2 separate regions of the Mus musculus genome follow, and region 1 is linked to region 2. Evidence: chromatin contacts called from public Hi-C data. All regions are on one chromosome and are shown on one strand. The core of a region is the stretch at or near the end of the contact, and the rest is flanking DNA. Distances in the headings are between cores, read along the strand shown. Region 1 overlaps Sipa1l1 (signal-induced proliferation-associated 1 like 1). Region 2 overlaps Gm30799 (a long non-coding RNA gene).

Region 1 (3,066 bases), core at 228-2,727, 230 kb before region 2:
GCCTAGGGGTCCCCCAGGAGAATGTACAATGGGTGGGGTGGGTACCAGAGGCTGCAGCATCCCAGGCTGTACTTTACAGCTCTCCAGTGCTACAGCCAAATAGGGATGGTTGAAGATGACCCAGTGATCTCCCAGGACAATCTAGGAAGAGTGAGAAACGCGGTGTGGGGCAGCCCGCTATCCCAGGGTAGGTGCTCAGCAGGAAATTCTTGTCATGGTTTCTTCAACTGTGCTCAGATCTAGTTATTTATCCACAGAAGAGTTCTGGAAGCAAGTAAGGCAGGGATACTATGATCTCTCTCAGGACATCATCATCCATAAACCTTGTTGAAACTTAGAGATTTATAGATTAAAAGTCACTATCGACTCTATCCAAACCAACAGATTTTTCTTCCTTCCTTTTTTCTTTTTTTGTTTTTCTTTTCTTTTTTTGCAACAGGATCTCATATAGCCCAGCTTGTTTTAAAAATTACTCTTGGCTGAGGCTGGACTTGAACTCATGATTCTCCTTCCTCTGCCTCCCATGTGTGGTGGTTACAGGTATTACATCACCACATTTGGTTCTAAGAAGCTTCTTAATTTGATCACAGACTCATCAACATAAAGTAGCCCAGTGTCTGTCTGTCTGTCTGCCTGCCTGCCTGCCTCTCGCTTGAGAGCGTGCACACACACACACACACACACACACACACACACACACACACACAGAGCAAGTTTACCAGAGGATTTATGTTTATCTTTGGATAGATTCTAACTCGAGGCTTTAGTTTTTTATCTTCTAAAATGAGCAAGTGTTATCATCTACAATCAGAACAAAACTTATTAGAAAAACATAAATTTGTTGCTAAAAACACAGAACGTGATCTGGGAATGTAGGGCATTGAACAGACCTTCAAATAATAATACTGATAAAACACGGCCCCGTGTTAATCCTCCATCATTCAAATCAGTGCACAGTCAAACCTGAACAGAGCAAGTGCTTCCATGAGATGTCCTTGTGCTAAACCTTCCAATTACAATGAACTGGAAGAGGGTTAAGAGAGCCCGGCCACTTTAGAAAAGAGATGTTTACAGTATCTGAATAACGGCTACATGGAGATGACTAGCTTAGCTAATCTCTTCCTCACTGACAAATGTTTTCTTTAGATTTCATTTTGACATTGAGTCCCTTCACAACCAGTGTCTCCACTTCAACCCTTCCCAAGACTTTAGTGACCCCAGAAATCAGACAAAGCTGGCAAACAAACACAGGTGGTCCCTTCCTTGGGTTGAATCTGTCCTTGTCACCACTCTCCTTCTCTAGAGCTTTCAGCTAAATGATGTCACTGTGGCCTCGAAGAGCAGCTTTCTGGAGAGCAGCACTGAAGAGCACCAGGCACTGGCAGTGCAGGCAGGAGCCAAGGAGACTAGCAGCATAGTCACAGGAGCTGGTGTGACCTGGGAAATGCTTTCCCTCCCAGCACCCACTGATTAATGAATGCTAATAAGGATTCTCAGAGGAATCAGCCTCAGCAGGAAAGCTTCTGCAGGCTGCCAGCTTGTTAGCTAGGACCCACCCTCCTGCACAGAAAGGCACATTCCAGCCTCAAATCCCTGCAGCTATCTAGTTGAGGGAAGAGAAAAGTGATGTGTAGAAACCAGACAGCTCAAGAAAGGAGCCTCAAAATGGCTTTGTTAAGAGCATGGTGGGGTTTTTTTTTTTGAACATTATATGTTCTGAAGACAATTTAACAAAGTGCACTTGAAAAAGTACACCACAGTTAGCTTGAAGAGTCAAGGGGCAGCAAGAACAGTCTGTTCTAAGCACAACTCAAATCCAAATCAGCGGGCCTCAAGAATTAACAGCAGCAGCTCCTACAGTGCACTCAGGATTCTAGAACATCACCTAAGGAAGACTCTAAAAGAAAAGCCTCCGGATAGACACATGGAATCCCTCCCTCCCTGTTAGTAGCACTTCCTCAAACAGACTGCAGACAGTCCGATCTATTCATCACTGCATCTGGATGCCCACACACAAGCTGTGACTAAAGGCTCTATATGGAGGGACTCTGTCATATGTCTCAGTCCTCATAAGCAGCCAGTGAGTTGAGGATCTCAGACTCCACGAACAGAGAAATAGTTCAGAAGGGAAATATCACACCCAGCAACACAAGGTAAGTGGGCTATGTGTAACACAGGTGCTTTCTATGAGGTGGGCACACACTCAACACATTTGTGCTGGCAGTTAAAGAATGAATAATTAGCTAATACAGAAGAAAAAGGCCTCCCTGTCCAGTCCATGTCACTTCTTAAGTCTCCCCCAGGCTCTGGGTCTACTAGAAATGCATCCATCCAGGAGGAAAATAATAAACAGTGGCAGCAGCGGCTTCTAAACTGGTGGTCAGTCTGGGACCCTTCAGAGCATCTCAACAGCTACCAGGCCCACCTTGGCCTAAAGTAGGCCTGAAAGGCAGGGCTAAACAGAGGCTCCCTCCACATGGCTTCCTTCACTAGGCTGCAGGAAATGGGTAAGGTGCCATGTCACTAAGAACTACCAGATGACTGGGCTTGAGTTACTAAGGCAACGTTCCAAACACAAAACTGTCAATTTCCGTGAAGACGACCTTGGTGAGAACTAGATTCCCCACATGAGGAAGCTCAGGGCCAGAAAGTAGAAACCCATAAAGGTTAAATAGCCAAGCAGAGCCCGCCTATGAACAGACCTCATGCCTCACTGCTTATTGGAGCTGTCAGGCCAGGTTGCCCTTCCAGAACATACTTTTCTAATAACACTGGAGCCGTGTGAAGAGATACCTCTGCATTTCTCAAAGACACCCTGCAGTGCAGAAGAGATGGGGGCTCTGTTGCCTCTATAGTCTAATCCTCAAGCTCTGCTCCTTGTAGTAGGCTCCTCCACTCTGGAATCCCATAATTAACTCTACATGTTTGGGCATTTCCTCCCTGGTGACCAGTATTTTTGAAAACTAAGGGTTAGAAATAGAGGCCAGAGGATCCCAGGTGAAATGCGGAGAGGCTGGAGTAGTGTGGGCGGTTCCTAGGTTGATACAACAAGAGAGCACAGTTCCA
Region 2 (3,302 bases), core at 284-2,783:
CCTGGGCTGTTTCTCCCTCTGCCTGTCATCTGCCCTGTTGTCTCCACCCCTTCACTGACTTGCAGGAATTTCGCCCCTGCTCTGGAAGCTTTCCACGGAAAGAGAAGCAGACTGAATCCAATTCTGTTTTATGTGGTTGACGGCCTTCTCGTCACCAGGTTTAACAGATGGCTTTTCATCTGCTTGCCTTTCCGGCCCATACCGTGAAGACTGCATCAGGAGGAGCCGAACTCAAAGTCCTCTCGCCCTTGTTGGACAGGCCATGCCTGCCTACCTTCTAAGCCCCTGCCAGCTCCTAAATTCCATGCTTCCAAATAAGACAGTAAAATATTCGACTCTGTGGATTGTTAACAGATTCTTGGCCTGAGCACAAGTCGCCCCTAATGTGCCTGACTGGATACCAATATAAAGTACAATGGGTTCGCATATGCAATGCGTTGTCTTTCATTTTTAAAATCTCATTTTATAAAACTTTTAATTGAATCAGGCTTGAACTTCCTGTGGCTCGAAGCCAAATAGAATTACACTGATGCTAAAAATGTAAATGCATCCCAGATCCCATGGCCTGTGTATGCTCGGAGACACTGAAGCCTGAAGGCTTGTATGCACACTGAGATGAGAAGGGAGAAGCTAACGATTCAGGTGTCTGATTTATAAACATTTACAGGAACATTTTAAACGTTCTGCTTCAGAATGGTAAAACTATCTTTGACTTTGGAATTCTAGAATGCCAGACCTGGGAAGACTTCTGTGGAATCATTGGCTCATTCTCCACATGGTGGAAAGGAAACTGGGAAGGGGAAAGGAGAGACAATTTCAGGATGCCTCCAGTATCAACAGAGCCAGGGCCAAGTCGTATCCAACACACCCTGGTTCCGCTTCGACTGTGTCAGTCACTGTCCGTCCTATACATTGAGAGGTCTTGAAGTCACCCCAAGTACTGGGAAGTCCATGCCATCCTTTATCTGCTTTGCCCCTCATTCTGCATGAATTCCTCATGAAATAGACCGGTATCAGGCATGCGTGCATGCTCAGGAGACTAGAAATGGAAAAGAATGCTAGCTTCTCTCCTGTCTCCAGCCCCATTCTGCAAACAAGATGCCCACACAGAATCATGGAGGTCACTGCCTGGTGCCAATTCTTTTCCAGCCACCCATTTTACTTCAGAAATGGAGTTCTTATGACCCATGGATCGCCACGGACCGATGACATTGCTGCCCATCACATCTCCCTATCTTGTGGCTTGGTAGGGAACATCGATCGTTTGGAACATGCACAGACAAAATTTATCTTCCTTTTTTTTAAAAAGGAGCATACTCTCCCCCTCCCCCGCAGCAAAGGGAAACTGTATAAAGATGCTGATCTTTGGGGGTGCACGCTTTGACTCTGATACTAAGGGGCCCGGTATCTTTCTTTGCCTGTGCTGTTGCCAGGCAGACTAGTTACCAACGCAAAGCTCCTCCCTGATAAGTTGAACTGTTCCCCCTCCCAACTTCATTATGCCTGCAGCCGGAGCTCTGCTGCAGAGGAAGCCATGCCAGATACCCTGATTCATGTGCTTAAAATATCTGCCAGCCTGGGGATGCGGGCGAGGCAACAGATCTGGAAAACACAAATCAGATCATCAGCTGTTCTGAGCATGTGCGAGAACAGCAGCAGGATGGAGATGTGAACCACAACCAGGAGGAGGGGAACGGATACGGCTTCTAGACTGATGGGTGGGTAAGGCGGGCAGGAGCAGGCATGCAGTTTTAATGCTCTTAAAACTATCACTGAACATTCCAGGCACCAGGTATAAGGATGGACGGAGGCTTAGCCTGAGTCCACAGGGCTAGGCTGGAAAGGGTGACCCCAGTGTTGGAGAATCTTGATACACTCTGTGTAGGCATATCACTAGGTATTGACCCAGAGCATGCTGGCAAAGGACTGTCTCACTGAGTTAGGTATACCTGGCCCTTTAATAGGTTTATCTTAAGGTTTGTGGGATGGTTCAGTGGGTAAAAGCAGGAGCCACATAAGCCTAGAGAGCTGAGTTTCCGTCCTAGATCCTAAGTGGAAGGAGAGAACCAACTGCTCAAAGGAGTGCCCCCATTCTCCCAGGCACACCATACGTAGCATGCACATACCAGTGTGTGTGTGCGCGCACATGACCGCTCCCAATAATAATAATAAATAACATTTTAATGGGTTATATAATTTTATTTATGTTTTTATTTTATTTAAGGTCTCACTAAGTTGCCCAGGCCTTTCAAACTTGCTACATAACCGGTGGATTTGCTGTCTTCCTGCCTCAGCCTCCTCAGGAACTAAAATTACAAATGTGCTCCCACCAAGGCTGGCTGAGAATGTTCTGTGAAGAACTTGGACCAAGTCCCTTAGTTTGGGCTTCAGAGAGAACTTGGCTTTGCTTTCACTCCACACCAGGTAGAAAATGCAACAGAGGGAGAGGGAGAGAGACAGAGAGACAGAGAGAGAGAGACAGAGAGACACAGAGAGACACAGAAAGAGACTCTGTGGGTTGGGAACCCCCTGAAACAACTGTATGTAAGGAAATTATGTAGAAATGTCCCACTCGTGTGAACTGGAGTTTAGGCACCTAAGGGAGCCGAGAAAGATTCCTAAGCAGACAAGAAGGAGGTAGGACCAAGAACTCCATCATCTCTGGGAAAAGTCAGAGGCCCTTCCTTTAAGACCAGCAATGGAACTACCCAGTCACTTCTGAAGCACAGACGTGAAGCGGTTTGGCCACATAGCTGAGTGTGGGCCATCAGATCCTAGGATTTCTTGGCCTGGATCTGGGGACAGCTGGCCTCCTCGAAAATGATGGCGTTCCCTTGGGCTTTGCATGCCTGCACCCTAATTCCGAAGTCATTTTAGAAACACGAGAGGTGAGGGGGTTCCCAGACAGCTCAGATTTCTAGCCTTCAGCCATTCACATTCTGTGTCACCATGTCACCTTCATGTCACCTTCAACCAGATCAGGCGCCTTGGGGTGGTGAGGAGAACACCAGGAGTTCATGAGAAGACAGTGGGAGGTGCCATTCCATGGCAGCCATCTTTTCTCAGGCAGGGGTGCCTATGAGTTACAGAGTCGGGGCTCAGGAAAGATCTATGAGTAGACTAAAGGGGTTAGGATCCGTGGCTCTGACAGACTTCAAGGTGCCAGACTAGGGTGCCAGCTGATCTGTCGGTGGGTATCAGAAAGCAAGACTCTCAAAAGACAAGGAGGTTACCCAAGTGGTTGAGAAACGGCTTTAGTTTCTGTTTTCCTAATCTGAGGAACGGAGGACAGAGAGATAATT

The links. Hi-C and Micro-C count contacts between places; a contact is called where the count stands out from the background.
Region 1: a Hi-C map of cerebral cortex shows a contact between it and region 2, with 2.0 times the contacts expected there. The contact joins two enhancer-like sites. A contact is called at or near these places in 2 of 484 Hi-C or Micro-C datasets (cerebral cortex and liver) and 3 of 9 other capture datasets (adipose tissue, embryonic stem cells and liver).

The regions. Positions count from the first base shown.
Region 1 is chr12:82,333,677-82,336,742 of GRCm38.p6, reverse strand. All of the region lies in intron 1 of Sipa1l1 (signal-induced proliferation-associated 1 like 1), which reads right to left. Among named protein-coding and RNA genes, the nearest start is that of Sipa1l1, 24 kb to the right of the region's middle. Within about 2 kb of position 1,477, at least 59 of the 459 cell types and tissues checked have an H3K27ac peak or open chromatin away from gene starts, as enhancers often do. A contact at or near this core is called in cerebral cortex, where this site is marked.
Region 2 is chr12:82,102,677-82,105,978 of GRCm38.p6, reverse strand. The region is part of intron 6 of Gm30799 (a long non-coding RNA gene); the gene reads right to left. Among named protein-coding and RNA genes, the nearest start is that of Gm30799, 35 kb to the right of the region's middle. Within about 2 kb of position 1,533, at least 57 of the 459 cell types and tissues checked have an H3K27ac peak or open chromatin away from gene starts, as enhancers often do. A contact at or near this core is called in cerebral cortex, where this site is marked.